Linked DNA regions of Mus musculus: region 1 is linked to region 2. The links are chromatin contacts, called in public Hi-C maps. All regions are on one chromosome and are shown on one strand. Each heading gives the region's core, a stretch centred on a gene start, on an enhancer-like site or on the middle of the called end of the contact. The rest is flanking DNA. Distances are from core to core; before and after follow the strand shown. Region 1 holds the start of Vnn3 (vanin 3). Region 2 overlaps Slc18b1 (solute carrier family 18, subfamily B, member 1).

Region 1 (7,223 bases), core at 2,365-4,864, 39 kb before region 2:
TTCTTCGTTCCTTCCTCCATTCCTGCTGCCTCTCACACAGCATCTCTCACTGGCCCTGGACTTCATTCACCAAGCAAAGATGGACTGGCTGGCAGCAAACACGAGGGATTAGAATGTCTCTGCCTCCCAACTTGCCACTGCCAGGATGTCATGTGTGCATCTGTCCCAGTTCTTTACACGGGTTCTGAGGATCAAACTCAGGGCTCCACACTTTCAAGGCAAGCACTTTATGGACTGAGGCCTCTCCCCAGCCATCAAATGGCTGTAATTCCACGTACCCTAATTACTAATTACACAGCCTTCCTCCCTCTTTTTCTCCTCATAGGTAACATACAAATAGTGACCCTTGCTATTGCAAGCAAACAATTGGATACGCCCAGCATACCAGATAGAACTCCTGGAATTCAACAAAATCACAATGAATAGCTAACATATCTACGGGTTTCTGTAATTATGAGAAGACAAGCAGGACAGAGATGGCATGTGTGTGTGTGTGTGTGTGTGTGTGTGTGTGTGTGTGTGTGTGTGTTCATATGTGTATAAGTGCACACGCGTGAGCAGTTGTGTGTGGGTATCCAGGTGGAAGCTGGAAATTGATGCGTCCTGCCTACTCATTCTCTGTTTATCAAGACAGGGTCTTTCACTAAACAGTTTGCCAATTCCTGCTGGTGTGACTAGCTAAGTTTCCCTGAGAATCCCCCATCTCTCCCTCCAAAGTACTAGACTACAGATGGCCTCTATGCCAGCCTGGCTTTTGTGTGGGTTCTGAGGATCTGAACTCCAGATATCGCATTTAATTGGCAAGTGCCCTATCCATTGAGCCACCTCCCTAACAGTTCCAGGTTGTTGTTTTGCTTGGTTTTAAGTAGACTCTCGGTGTGTAGCCCAGGCTGCCTTTGAGCTCAAGAACCAATTTCTGCCACGTTTTTCCTGAGTGCTAGGATTGCAGTCATAAGCTCGGATACCCAGTTGACTTCCTCCTTTTTGTTCTTCAGAGCTGAATGTTCATCATTGGAACAATTCAGTGTTAGAATTTCATAAGCCACTTAAGCCTTCCCGACTTAACAGAATTCAAGCAAGCATGACTATCGGATTTACGGGCACCTTCTCTTCGGAGTGTCAGCTCGAGTGACCTCATAGAGTGAGGTATGTGTTAACGCATGCAGTAGAATGACAGCAAGTAATGACTGCCTCCTGTGCTGGGAGAAGCTTTCAGGAAGAAGACACGGAGTCACTCTCCTGCGCTTCCTGGACACACAGATCATGTGACATTTGGAAAATATTTTCCCAAAGGTAGAAGTCTCAAGGTGAGGCTTGACTCAAATAGCAGAGCTCAAATATGGAAGCTTTGGATTTTCTTTCCAGCTGGCTTCAGGGGGCCAGAATTATGTCTAAAAGCTCTTCCTCGGAGCAGTGGTTCTCAGCCTTCCTAACACTGCGGCCCTTTAAGACGGTTCCTCGTCTTGTGGTGACCCTCAACCATAAAATTATTTTTGTTGCTACTTCTTAACTATAACTTTGCTGCTGTTATAAATCATAATGTAAATACGTGTGTTTTCCAGTGGTCTTACATGACCCTTGTTAAAGTGTTTGACGCAAAGGGATCACAACCCATGGATTGAGAACCACTGCCTTGAAGGCAATAGATATGAGTCTGAACGGGTGCATGCAGATATAAAGTTGGCAACTGAAAGCAGTTTTAAAATTTCCCTACTTAAAAAAAAATCACCTGTGAACTATGCTAAAAGGTAAGGACACCAACAAATCTATCTCATCTTCATTTAAATTAATAAACATAATTTCTTAATTAAATATATATTTTAAGGAAGTTATGCTCAAACCACACTTATTAATAATTTCTAAAATCTCTATTAAAAAAGTTTGTAGTAGTTTACACATGTTTTCTTCTACCAAAAAGAAGTCGTTGTGACCTGAGATGTTAAAAAGAACACTGCAGGGTAAAGGGTCACACACACCATTTTGTTTGACATTCTTGTCTATTCTATAAGGAAAGTAGGGATGGAATTTCATTGCACTCATATTATAGACAGAGAAACATTTGTGCTGTGTACCCATCCACTCAGCTGGGAGGTAGTAAGATGTGGACTCAGAAAGGAAGCTTCCTGTTCAAGCCCCCTGAAACTCCCATGCACCTTACTGACTACTGTGGAACCAAGGTGACGGCACGGTGTTAGCAACACAGGCTCTGGAAGGGTTAGCTTGGGAACCGTTCACAGTTTCCCCAGTGTTCTCCCCTATGGATCCACTCACAAGCCTAACCAGTGTCTTCCTGTAGACTCTCAGGTGGTATATTTATATTATCTAAAAGCTGGCCTTAGATTTTTCAACAGTTTCCAGTTGGACTTCCTTCAGCCGTGATACTCACCCCCTTCTCGCTCTCTTCCCTTTCTCCCTCTCGCCCCTGCCTGCCTGTCTCTGTTTCTCTGTCTCTGTCTATCTCTTATCTCTCTGTCTCTGTGTCTCTCTGTCTCTATCGCTCTGTCTGTCCATCTGTCTGTATCCATGTCTTTACAGACAGTCATAGGTAGTTGTTTTAATGTGTCTCTGGACCTTAGAAACAGTGACTGGAAAAGAAAAAGGAAAAGGAAAAGGAAAAGGAAAAGGAAAAGGAAATGGAAAAGGCAAAGGCAAAGGAAAAGGCAAGGCACACAGGCTCCTTAATCATTTCACTCTTCTTGTGAAGGCTCCTGGGCGAACCCACTGACTTGCACTTGAGAGCTCAAGTTCCAGAAGTACCATTCTCACTTGGCTGAAACTTAGTTAAACATACTTGTGGGGAACAGTTCACATGCTAGATTTTAAAGAGAACTGTTGTCGTAATGAATCAAGTATTCTTAGCCAAAGATATTTGCCACATGAAGGCACAGTGAGTAGCAGACACTATGAAGCATTAGGCCAGTGCCACAGACTGTCTAATCATCAGAAAAAAATAACAAGTCAAGCCTGGTGACATTACTGCTCTATCTCATCGTTAACTCTTTGTTGACAGAGTCATTTACTCTTTGGCATGATGTTACCTCCTAGGGTCTCTACAGGGAATCCAGTTCACTTCAGGGTCTGGTATATCCTCTAGGTAGGGGTAAATGGTCTCCCTGGTGAAGATCCAACCATAGATTCCATCTTCTGGCGTCACAATGATATGTGCACCCTGCTCAAAACAGACATGGAAAGAAAAGTTTCCTCATCATTTTTAAATATCTACATTCTTGTCCAGCTGCAATCAATATCCCATCTCAGACATGAACAAAAGAGTGTTACCTGTCTGGCTGCCAGCTTGATTGCACTCTCCAAAATGTCTATGTTCTTGTTTATCAGGAGCAAAGCCTCTTCAGTGGAAACAGGACTTTCAGTTTTGTTTGGCAGTATAACAGCATGTTCATACACAGCAGCAATAAAAGTGTCCATTGAACCCACAGCCTGGGCAAAGAAGACAAAACTCACTGCCCATTGAGGAAAATGTAATGAAGCCATAATTAAAATAGAGTGATCTCTGAAAATCAGAAGGTTCTTCTACTGTATCTCAGTGGGAAAAAAAAATATTCAGACGCAAGTCGTGATGCCAGCCAGCTGCCTGTGAATATATTATGGAACACGGCATTGAGGAACAGGGTTATGCAAGATTGGCAGAAGTTCAGAATTGCATGAGCATGGGTTTGCAGCAATTGTTGACATTGCTCAGAGGCCAACTCATCTCTAAAAGGGAAATCACTGAACCAACCAGTTGAGTCCATACTAAACGTACTGGTCAAGTTCTTAATTGGTGTATTTTTAAATTAAAGGTATTTTACTAGCACACCAATATTCCCATTAGTACAGTAAATACTGTGGTGTTCTAGAAGACAGCTATCACATCAACAATTTGTTGAGGATTTATACTTATGGCTGCAATAGGGACAAAACAGTCTAAGAAAAGCCTGAGGGTTTTATTTTAATTAGATTTGTTTTGTTTTATTTGTATGGGTATTTTGCCTCTATGTGTGTATCTGTACCAAGTCCATGACTGGTCAGGTCAATCCAGGAAGGTCAGAAGACGGTGTCAGATTTCCCCGTGGAATTGGAGTTTCAGGGGTTATGAGTATTGGTGGTGACAAGGATACTGAGAAACAAATCCAGGTCTTCTGAAAGAACAAGTGTTCCTAACTACTAAACCATTTCTCCAGCCATCCTTTGTTTCATTTGAGAATTTCATACAGGTCTATAATGTGTTTTAGTCAAACACACAAATCCAACCCCCATTCTCACACCTCTTCTCTCTCTCTCTCTCTCTCTCTCTCTCTCTCTCTATATATATATATATATATATATATATATATATATATATATATATATATATATATATATCAGGTCCAAATGAGTCCAGGTTTTCCATAGTTGATGGTAGGGGGAAGGAGTCTCTAGGACAGGAGCCTAGAATAACTTTCCTCTGAGAGGCTCCACCCAGCAGCCAATGGAATGAGATGCAAGACTCATATCAAACATTAGATGGAGCTTGGGGAGCCTTATGGAAGAGCTGTGGGAAGGATTGAGGGACCTGAAGAGAACAAGGACTCCACAGGAAAACCAACAGAGTCAACTAACCTGGACCCTTGGGGGCTCCCAGAGACTGAATCACCAACCAAAGAGCAAGCATAAGCTGGACCTACCTAGGTCCCTGCACGTATGTAGCAGATCTGTAGCTTGGTCATTATGCAGGTCCTCCAACAGAAGAGAGGACTGTCTCTAACTCAGCTGTCTGCCTGCCTGCCTTGTCTGCCTGCCTTTGGATCCTGTTTCCCTAACTGGGCTGCCTTATCTGGCCTCAGTGAGAGAGGATGCACCTAGCCCTGCAGAGACTTGATGTGCAGGAGGCAGAGTAAGGGCTGGGGGTGGGCAATACCTAGAGGGGAACTCCCCTTTCTCAAAGGAGGGAAGAATGCAGAGAGGATTTGCATGAGGGGTACTGGGAAAAAAAGGGGGGCTGACATTGGGATGTAAAGTGAATAAATAAATTTAATAAAAATAAAATAAAATTTGACCAAAGAAAGAAAAACAGAAATAAAACCTTATCTTTCTTCCCCCAGCAGCAACCAATTGCCACCTTCTGCACTGGAGTGAGACTTCAGCAGCCTCTCCTCCATCCTTGCTGAATTTTAGGCAGCTTGATCTAGAGTGGGTCTTATGCAGTCTATAGGTTCTGAGTTTGTGTGTGCCAGGGCCCTCTCATGTCCAATGTGCAAATGCAATTCACTGTAGATGTTCACTATTTCTGGCTTTTACATTCTTTCCATTGCCTCCTCCACAGTCATCTTTGATCCTTGGGGAGGTGAGTGATTTAGATTTGTCATTTAGAGCTGAGCACTCCACTCTTTCTTACTCTCTGCATGTGTGCCAGTTATGGGTCCCTGTGTTAATCAATGTAGAAGAAGAAAAGGAGGAGGAGGAAGAGGAGGAGGAGGAGGAGGAAGAAGAAGGAGGAGGAGAAAGAGGAGCTTCTCTGATGAAGGTTAAGAAATGTACTAATCTACATATGTAAAGATACGATCTTAGGGTGAAGTTTATTTCTATGTCCATTTAGAATAATAGTGTTAAATTCTTTTCCTAGGGTCTATGACAGTCTGCCATAGTGATCTGAATGAGAATCCCCCCCCCCCCCCCAATAAGCTCATGTAATAACCGGCCCCAGTTCGTGGTGGTATCAGGTAGGTTTTTGAGGTATAACGTTGTTGGAGGAAGTATGTCATTGGTCGTGGGCTTTGAGGGTATAAGAGTCACAACATTTCTAGTTTCTTCTCTCTGCTTTGTGTTTAAAGATCAAGATGTGAGCTCTCAGCAACCACTTCATGCCACTATGCCAGCTGTTTGCCACTGTACTCCTCTGCCCTGATGGACTTTTATCCCTCTGGTATCTCAAGGTATATAAACAGGTCCTTATTTTTATAAATTGTCTGGGTCAACATGTTTTATCCTAGCAATAGAAAAATTACTATTGTGTTGTGGATGAGCCTGGTGCTGTTTATATTTTGATGATAATCCCGCTCTCCTGGGAGAGGTTGTGGACAAGGACTGAGTCAGTACTCAGGTTACGTCTTGTGAACCAATCCCCTAATGAATAGAGGAGCCAATCACTGCGCGAGTAGGAGGGACTTCTGGGTTGGGTAGGGGAAGAGAGGAAGCAGGAGAGAGTTAGGTCTTTTTGGAACAGGGATAGCATGAGGACAAGATGTCTCCTGGTTTCGATGGCTGAATCATCAGGATTCACCACTGGAGGATTTAGATTTAACAAGGCTTACAAGATTAGGATTTTAGTTGTTGCACCAAGCGATTGAGTTACCATCATTTCTGAACTAAGTTTGTGTTGTGATTTCCTTCACTCGGTGGCTCGTCCAGGTTCAAGAGAGAAAGGTACAGCAGCCAAGCGTGGATTTGCCTGAGGTGCACCACAAAGGCCGTGAGGGATTTGAAGCATGGGGCTGGTGTGGTAGCAATCCATCAGTGGAAACTTAGAAAGCTGGGTGGAGACATGCTGGGAGCTCCAGGCCAGAGAGTCTCCATGAGATAATAACAGGTCGATTGTTGCTCTCCAGTGCATGGCCAGACAGGCCACCAGGGCAGCACTATTGCATCAGCCAGGCATGAGTTCTGTCTTAAGAAGCAGACTTTAATTCTAACCCAGAACGTGTTTGGTTGTGCCCATGAAACTATTTTACCAATGGCATATCTTGCAGGCTAACCCATGGTACAGTTCACAGGGTTCAAAGCTGAGTACGATTGCTAAATACTTTTCTCTTTCTGTAGCAAAGTAGAACTTTCTGGCACAATGAAATCTAGCCAATTAGAAACAAAGCAACTAGGTTAGTGCCAGGCTAACTGTCCCATGTCCCATGACTTAAGTATGTGGTGTCTGCAGCAATATGGGTCTTGCCATCAATTTCTGGAAGAGCCAACGCCCACTGACCAACACTCACAAAGAGGTAATCCATACTTAGAACTGGGTGTTCATTGGATGATCTATGGTGTCTGGGAAAAGCATTGTCCCCTATTACAGGGTGACTCCTTTTAAACTCCTTTTATATATGAGAAACTCCATTCTTGATTGAGTTTGCAAAATGACAATAGAAAACAGTGATTACCTTGGGCTCACACATATGAAAAGGTTGGCCTCCCTCATTCATGAAAGATGCTGAAGAACAAACAGGCAAAGTTTTGCATCATTGGAAGACATT
Region 2 (6,971 bases), core at 223-2,722:
TGAACTCTGTTCCTCTGCAAGTGCAGCTAGTACTCTTAACCGCTGAGCCATCACACCAGCCCCATATTGTTAATCTCTTAACTGTGCCTAATTTTAAATTAAACTTTACCGTAAGTATGTGTGCACACATCAAAACTTAGTAGAAGTGGGCTTGATGTGTGCTCTGGTCTTGTAGTATGTGGCCCACAAAGGAGGTGGGACTATTGTGTAACTCCATAGATCCTCCTGTCACCATGGTGTAAAGCAGGCTCCTCAGATTCTCAGGTTGAGGGTTTTAATGAGAGGCGTGGCATGCCATGACTGTTAGAACAGGACATCAGGGAACAACTGGAGAGCAGATATGGAAATGGGTCAAGGACTCCTAACACACAATGCTAAGTAGCCTAAGTATGGCGGGCCATGGGGGTGGAAGGAATGAGCAGCAGGTATTGAACACAGGATTCTAACTGCTCACAAGTCAAAACAAAAGACAACTTCATTACAGTTGCTGATGGCCCAGGGACTGCTTGTATTTTGATGCTAATTCCACTCTCCAGGGAGGGGCTTAGGACACGAATGAGTCCTCCCCCCTACTTAATTTGTAAAACAAAGGCTAGAGCCTGTGATTGGGCAGGAGAAGAGAAGGTGGAGCTGAAAGTTTGGGCGAGATGGAGGAGAGGGAGAAGAGAGGACGACAGAGGGGGTGGAAGGAAAGTGGAGCAGAAGCCCGTGGCCTGGAGGAACCACAAGCAAATAAGGGGTCTCACAGATGAGGAAGATGGTAGTGTAGCGGCAGATCTGCCCAATCTAGGCATGCAGTTTTATTCATATTAACTGAGTCGTGTTTTCTTTGCGTGGGTTTATTTGGGTTGGAGATTTCCTGTAACATCTATCCTAAAACTTTCAATGGCATTAAAACTTTCAATAACTGTAAGAGTGCACTTATTTAGGAACACTCCAAACTTAATATTATCGACCTTAGGGATTTTTTTAAATTCCAGTTTTAATTAGCCTGTCTTAGCTATCTTTTCTCATTTCCTAATGTAATAAAGAGTTTTTTTTTTCCTTTTGCTACATGAGAATCTAACCCCTTTCTTTTCTTTTCTTTTTTTCTTTTTCTTTCTTTTTTTTTTTTTGAGATTTTTTTTTTTTTTATGTATATGAGGACACTGCAGCTGTCTTCAGACACACACTAGAAGGAGGGCATCAGATTCCATTACAGATGGCTGCTGTGAGCCACCATGTAGTTGCTGGGAATTGAGCCTAGGTCCTCTACAAGAGCATCCAATGCTCTTCACTGCTGACCCATCTCCCCAGGTCTGTTGCTGACTGTTTAGCCATCATACCTGGACATAGCCCAGGATGCTAAACGAAGGGAAAACAACATAAAACAAAACAAACAAACAAAAAACTGATTCCTTACACTTGCAAAGAGGATAAGCACCACCTTGTGGTTTACTGTGGTATTGCCTCGCTGGCTCTGTTCTCCCCAGTTCCCCATAGTAACCTAGCAAGAATACAAGTTGACTACCCTACTAAGAATCAATGCTTACAATGTACATAACCTGGCTAGTAAGTTTCATTTGGACCAAAGGGAACTACCAATGAGCCACAGCTAAGAACCTGATGGCCCAAAGTGTTCTGTGCTCCTTGCCCTGGTTAGCTCCTATCAGTTAACCATGACAGTATGCAGCTGCTTATCACTGTGATTAGTGATTTATGTGGGGATGGAAACTTTGACCCGGAATGATTCCTTTACTGTGCCAGGAACTATTATCTTACTGTGTCCTTGTAACTATTACTGCTCCAGACAAGCAGAAGGCCCACTGGGAAGGAATAATTGGCCTTGACCGGCTACACTGAATGTTTTAGTTTGTTTGAGATGTATCTCAAAGAAACTCACGGAGTGAAAAACAAACGTGTCACTTTGTGCCCAGGATGGCGTGGAACTCACTAAGTACACAAAGTTGACCTAGAACCTAGAGTTGGGAAAGGTAGAGGCAGGAAGATCTCTGGGCGTGTGAGTTCCAGGGTGGGCAGGGCTACATAGTGAGACCGTATTAAAAACAAACCAACAAGCCGAGCGGGGGGGGGGGGGGGGGGGGGGGGGGGGGGTGGTGACACACGCCTTTAATCCCAGCACTTGGGAGGCAGAGGCAGGCAGATTTATGAGTTCAAGGCCATCCTGGTCTACAAAGTGAGTTCCAGGACAGCCAGGGCTACACAGAGAAACCCTGTCTCAACCACCCCATCCCACCCCCACCCCACCCCCCCCCAAAAAAAAAACAACAAAAGAACCTAAAGCCACATTGGCCTAGAACTTATAGGGATCTCACCTTGCTTTTACTGCTTTGTAGACAAAATGTGTTGCCCACAGCAGTTTCTGGTGATTTAGTTCAGCCCAATGGCAATGGCTTGTGAGGAGAAATTAAGTATTTTGATCCTCCTAAAACCTAGAAATTTTTGTGATATGCTTTTATTTATTTATTTGTTTGTTTGTTTGTTTGTTTGAAGATAGGGCCTCATGCAACCTAGGCTGGCCGTAAACTCACCCTATAGCTGAGGTGCTTTAAAGATGAGCACCACCATCGTTCTCTTTGTGTGGAGCTAGAGAGCAAACCTAGGACTTGATGCAAGTAGTCTGCTAATTGAGCTTTATCCCTAGTCCTCTGTAAGCAAAAGTTCTCATGAATTAATTACCCATGTTTTAGGAAAGAGAGCCAGTTTTTGAGGGTGTGGCAAAAGAGGTATCATTGATTACATTAACTAAAAGCCAACATACCGTAATGTATCCTTTACAAAGACATACAAATAAAATAAAAGGTCTAAAGCGAGTATTAAGTTTGAACTTACCATAACTAGGCAAAATGTATAGGTTGAGTGGTATCATCAGCAGGACTATGCACCCCAGAAAAATAAAGGGTACCTCGTAGCCAAAGGATTGATACAAAAGGCCACCTAAAGGGGGGCCTGCTACCAGCCCCAGTCCAGAAAAAACCTCAAGACTTCCCTAAAAGTAAAAAAAAAACAAAAAACAAAAATGAAACGAGGATTTAGCTCATGTATTTTAGATGAAGAATTACTAGTGTCAGGCATGATGACACAGACCTTTAATGTCAGCACTTGGGAAGTAGAGGCAGGTAGATGTCTATGAGTCCCAGGCCAGAAAGGGTGGCATAGTAAGACCCCATCTCAAAATGCCTGGTCCTGTAAACCTAGCTAGCCTCCCTGTGGCTGGTAAGGCCATAGACATGGAAATAGACCCTGGTAACTGCCATTTTCCTAAAGCAGTATAGTTTGTAACCACATTTGAAATATTTGTCCGTACATCCACAGGGAAGTGCACCTCCCACCTTTCATCAAAGACGTTTCTTTTCTAAGCTGCTGGAGCCCATTACAGAAATCTACAACTGGTCAAAATGTAAAATACAACTGGTCACAGGGTGTTCAACACCAACTGATATACATGCACTACAACCCATATACCTACGTCTCAGGGAGCACCAAGGAATAGGGGCAGAAGATGGAAAGAGCCAGAGGCCCAGGACATCTGCGATGAGAGAGTGTCCTCTGCATGAGACAGGGAAGTTGCATCCATGACATCCCAACAATACAGTTACCTGAGGAAGACCAGCATAGTGACTACACTAACTGACTGACGTGCCCGTGGATGGGAGAAATCTCACAGAGCTTTATCCCCAGGTGAGCACTATAGGCAACCAATGGCTGCTAAGAAAGGGAATCAGTATCCTCCAGGGGGAGCCCCGGGTTGGTTATCCAACTGTGGTCAGGGCTGAGCATAGAGACGTATGAGCAACACTAGATGAACTTGGTGGAAGCTGTGTTTACACACACACACACACACACACACACACACACACACACACAAAGCAGTAAACTAAGGAAAAGGAGTGGAAATTATACAAATATATTGTACTCATGTAGAAATTCTCAAAAATGTAAGCAAAAACAGAATTATGAGAGTACTACTTTTAAAAATGTCACTTCACAGTTTATACAGAGAGAGAGAGAGATGTTGGTTCACACACTGATACTATAGCACTGTTTGCAATGTGAAGCAAGGTGCAGTGGCAGACACCTGTGATCTCAGCACCCAAGAGAAAGGTTTCAGGCACCAAAACCAGGAGTTCAAGGTCAACTGTTGAGAGTTCTAGCAAGCCTGGCCTAAATGAGACCCTGTTCTAAACAAAGGAACAAAAGATGCAAATGATGTAAATATTCACTAGCATTTTAATTAACTAGGAGATATCTATGCGGTGTAAGTGTACACAGCCAGTAAAGAGAGAATGGATGGGTTTTATAACTAGATACTGTAGCCACCAATGTGAGTTTATCAGTAAAATTAGTGAGGTGTTAAATAGTGTGAAGAGTATGTCATCAACTGTGCAAAGAAAAGGGGGCTGGAGAGATGGCTCAGCTGTTGAGAACACGGACTACTCTTCCTGAGGTCCTGGGTTCAATTCCCAGTGGCCACATGGTGACTCACAACCATTTGTGATTAGACCCAATGCCCTCTTCTGGTGTGTTGAAGATAGCTACACTGTACTCATATACATAATATAAATAAATCTAGAGAGAGAGAAAGAAAGAAAGAAAGAAAGAAAGAAAGAAAGAAAGGAAGGAAGGAAGGAAGGAAGGAAGGAAGGGAGGGAGGGAAGAGAATCACTCTGCTACTCCATATGCACATGTATGTTTGTACATGTGTGTACATGTGTATGTATGTGCATATGTGTGTGTATACAAATGTACCTATCTGCACGTGTAAAAGTGTGCACATGTACTTGTGTGTACGTGTGCATATGTACCTGTCTGCACGTGTATAAGTGTGCACATGTACTTGTGTGTACGTGTGCATATGTACCTGTCTGCATGTGTATAAGTGTGCACATGTACTTGTGTGTACGTGTGCATATGTACCTGTCTGCACGTGTATAAGTGTGCACATGTACTTGTGTGTACGTGTGCATATGTACCTGTCTGCATGTGTATAAGTGTGCACATGTACTTGTGTGTACGTGTGCATATGTACCTGTCTGCACGTGTATAAGTGTGCACATGTACTTGTGTGTACGTGTGCATATGTACCTGTCTGCATGTGTATAAGTGTGCACATGTACTTGTGTGTACGTGTGCATATGTACCTGTCTGCATGTGTATAAGTGTGCACATGTACTTGTGTGTACGTGTGCATATGTGCCTGTCTGCACGTGTATAAGTGTGCACATGTACTTGTGTGTACGTGTGCATATGTACCTGTCTGCATGTGTATAAGTGTGCACATGTACTTGTGTGTATGTGTGCATATGTACCTGTCTGCATGTGTATAAGTGTGCACATGTACTTGTGTGTACGTGTGCATATGTACCTGTCTGCATGTGTATAAGTGTGCACATGTACTTGTGTGTACGTGTGCATATGTATTCGTATGCATGCGTAGATATGGAATCTTGGGAAGAAGCCGTCTTGGAGTAGCTCGGGCACTGGGTGCCTGGATGGCAGATGTGTGCTTGCAGTCAGAACAGCAATGCGATGTGTCAAACATTTACCATATTCTGTATTCCATTTCATACGTTTCTGATTTTATGCTGCATAAAATTAACTAAAGGTAAAATAAACAAGGCAGTCCTGTGGAAAAGAACCTTAATGTTGAGGAAACTGGAACATTTTAAATCAATCTAGTTTTCTAGGGCTTTAAATACACCCATGGCTTGTTGAATGGAATTAAGCAGTCTATCTAGCCTGTAAAGAAGACACACAATCCAGGTATTTTATTTACAAACTGTAAGCCTAGACTGGGCAGTTTCGGAGCTGTTCTAACTTATGTCCCAGCCATAATGCCCTGTATTACTGCTGTTCTCCTGGCCCTGAGATCATGGCCCATCTCCTCTCCTGGCGGCCTACCCCAGGTCTATCTCCTCTCCTGGCGGCCTCCCCCAGCCTCATGTCCTTTCTTCCCTCTTCTCTCCTCTACCTGCAACCCCCTCGCTCAATCCTCCTGTCCTGCTTCCTCCCTCTACTGCCCAACCACAGGCTCTAACCTTTTATTGACCAGCTAAATTGGGGAACAAGGTTTGCATAGCATCTCTTGGTGTGCCCATGAGGATCTGCTTGTCAGGGGCAACCAGATCTTGAGAGCCAGAATTTAGCATTAGAATACAAGCAGCATCGGACCAACCCACTACAAGGGCTTACAATTTTACAGTCAAAGTCTGCAGAGGCCACACATGATTAAGTAATGTGTGAAACGTGTTGGCCCTGGCTGCAATCTTCCGTGGAAGATTGGGACTGGGGGGATGGGGGAAGGGGGTTAAAGGGGAGGAGTCTACTTCCCCTGCCAATCTCACTGCCAGTGGATGGCTCATAGGAATCTCCTTGGCAGCACATTCCACGGTGTTCTGCAGGACACCAGCTCTCTAAGAGGTCAACAAGTCCGATGTGGAGTAAGTTGACTCAATGATAAACTGACAGGTGCAATAGTCAGAAAAGTCAAAATCGGACGGGTGCTCCTCAGACAAGACAGAAGTGCTCTGAGAATTTCAAGACAACCTGAGGCCTCCTACATGAATCTGGGGAAAGTAGCACAAGGTCTCTCTTGAGCCATGAGAGATAACTTCTAAAGTAGAGGAAAGCTATGTGCACCTCTGCCAGGACCTACTCATAGCTCACAAGGAGACAGGAAAATGCTACTCAGATCTGAAAGAGAGGAAGAAAGAAAGTGAGAGAGAGAAGGAGAGGGAGAGGGAGAGGGAGAGGGAGAGGGAGAGGGAGAGGGAGAGGGAGAGGGAGAGGGAGAGGGAGAGGGAGAGGGAGAGGGAGAGGGAGGGAGGGAGAAAAAGAAAGACAGAGAAAGAGAGAAAGAGAGAGAGAAAGAAAGGAGGCAGGAGAGGGGACAGGGATTAGAGAGGTGGCTCCGTGGTTAAGATCATATGCTCTTGCAAAAGACCTGGGCTCCATTCCCAAACCCATATGGC

The links. A called contact is a pair of places that touch in the nucleus more often than the background predicts.
Region 1: a Hi-C map of liver shows a contact between it and region 2, with 2.2 times the contacts expected there. The contact joins the promoter of Vnn3 here to the enhancer-like site in region 2. A contact is called at or near these places in 5 of 39 promoter capture datasets (the 3T3-L1 cell line, 3T3-L1-derived adipocytes, liver and 1 more), 2 of 15 datasets of contacts at CTCF or cohesin (the NIH/3T3 cell line and embryonic stem cells), 11 of 484 Hi-C or Micro-C datasets (Sertoli cells, embryonic stem cells, extraembryonic ectoderm and 6 more), 3 of 115 datasets of contacts at active chromatin or transcription factors (embryonic stem cells and extraembryonic endoderm stem cells) and 3 of 9 other capture datasets (adipose tissue, liver and pancreatic islet).

The regions. Positions count from the first base shown.
Region 1 is chr10:23,847,853-23,855,075 of GRCm38.p6, reverse strand. Vnn3 (vanin 3) reads right to left here and starts at 3,614. Exons shown (of 7, transcript NM_011979.2): 1 at 3,280-3,614; 2 at 3,039-3,169. The coding sequence starts at 3,492.
Region 2 is chr10:23,806,807-23,813,777 of GRCm38.p6, reverse strand. It overlaps Slc18b1 (solute carrier family 18, subfamily B, member 1), which reads right to left. Exons shown (of 14, transcript NM_183116.2): 6 at 2,833-2,989. Among named protein-coding and RNA genes, the nearest start is that of Slc18b1, 13 kb to the right of the region's middle. Within about 2 kb of position 1,472, at least 42 of the 459 cell types and tissues checked have an H3K27ac peak or open chromatin away from gene starts, as enhancers often do. A contact at or near this core is called in embryonic stem cells, extraembryonic ectoderm, granulosa cells and 2 more, where this site is marked.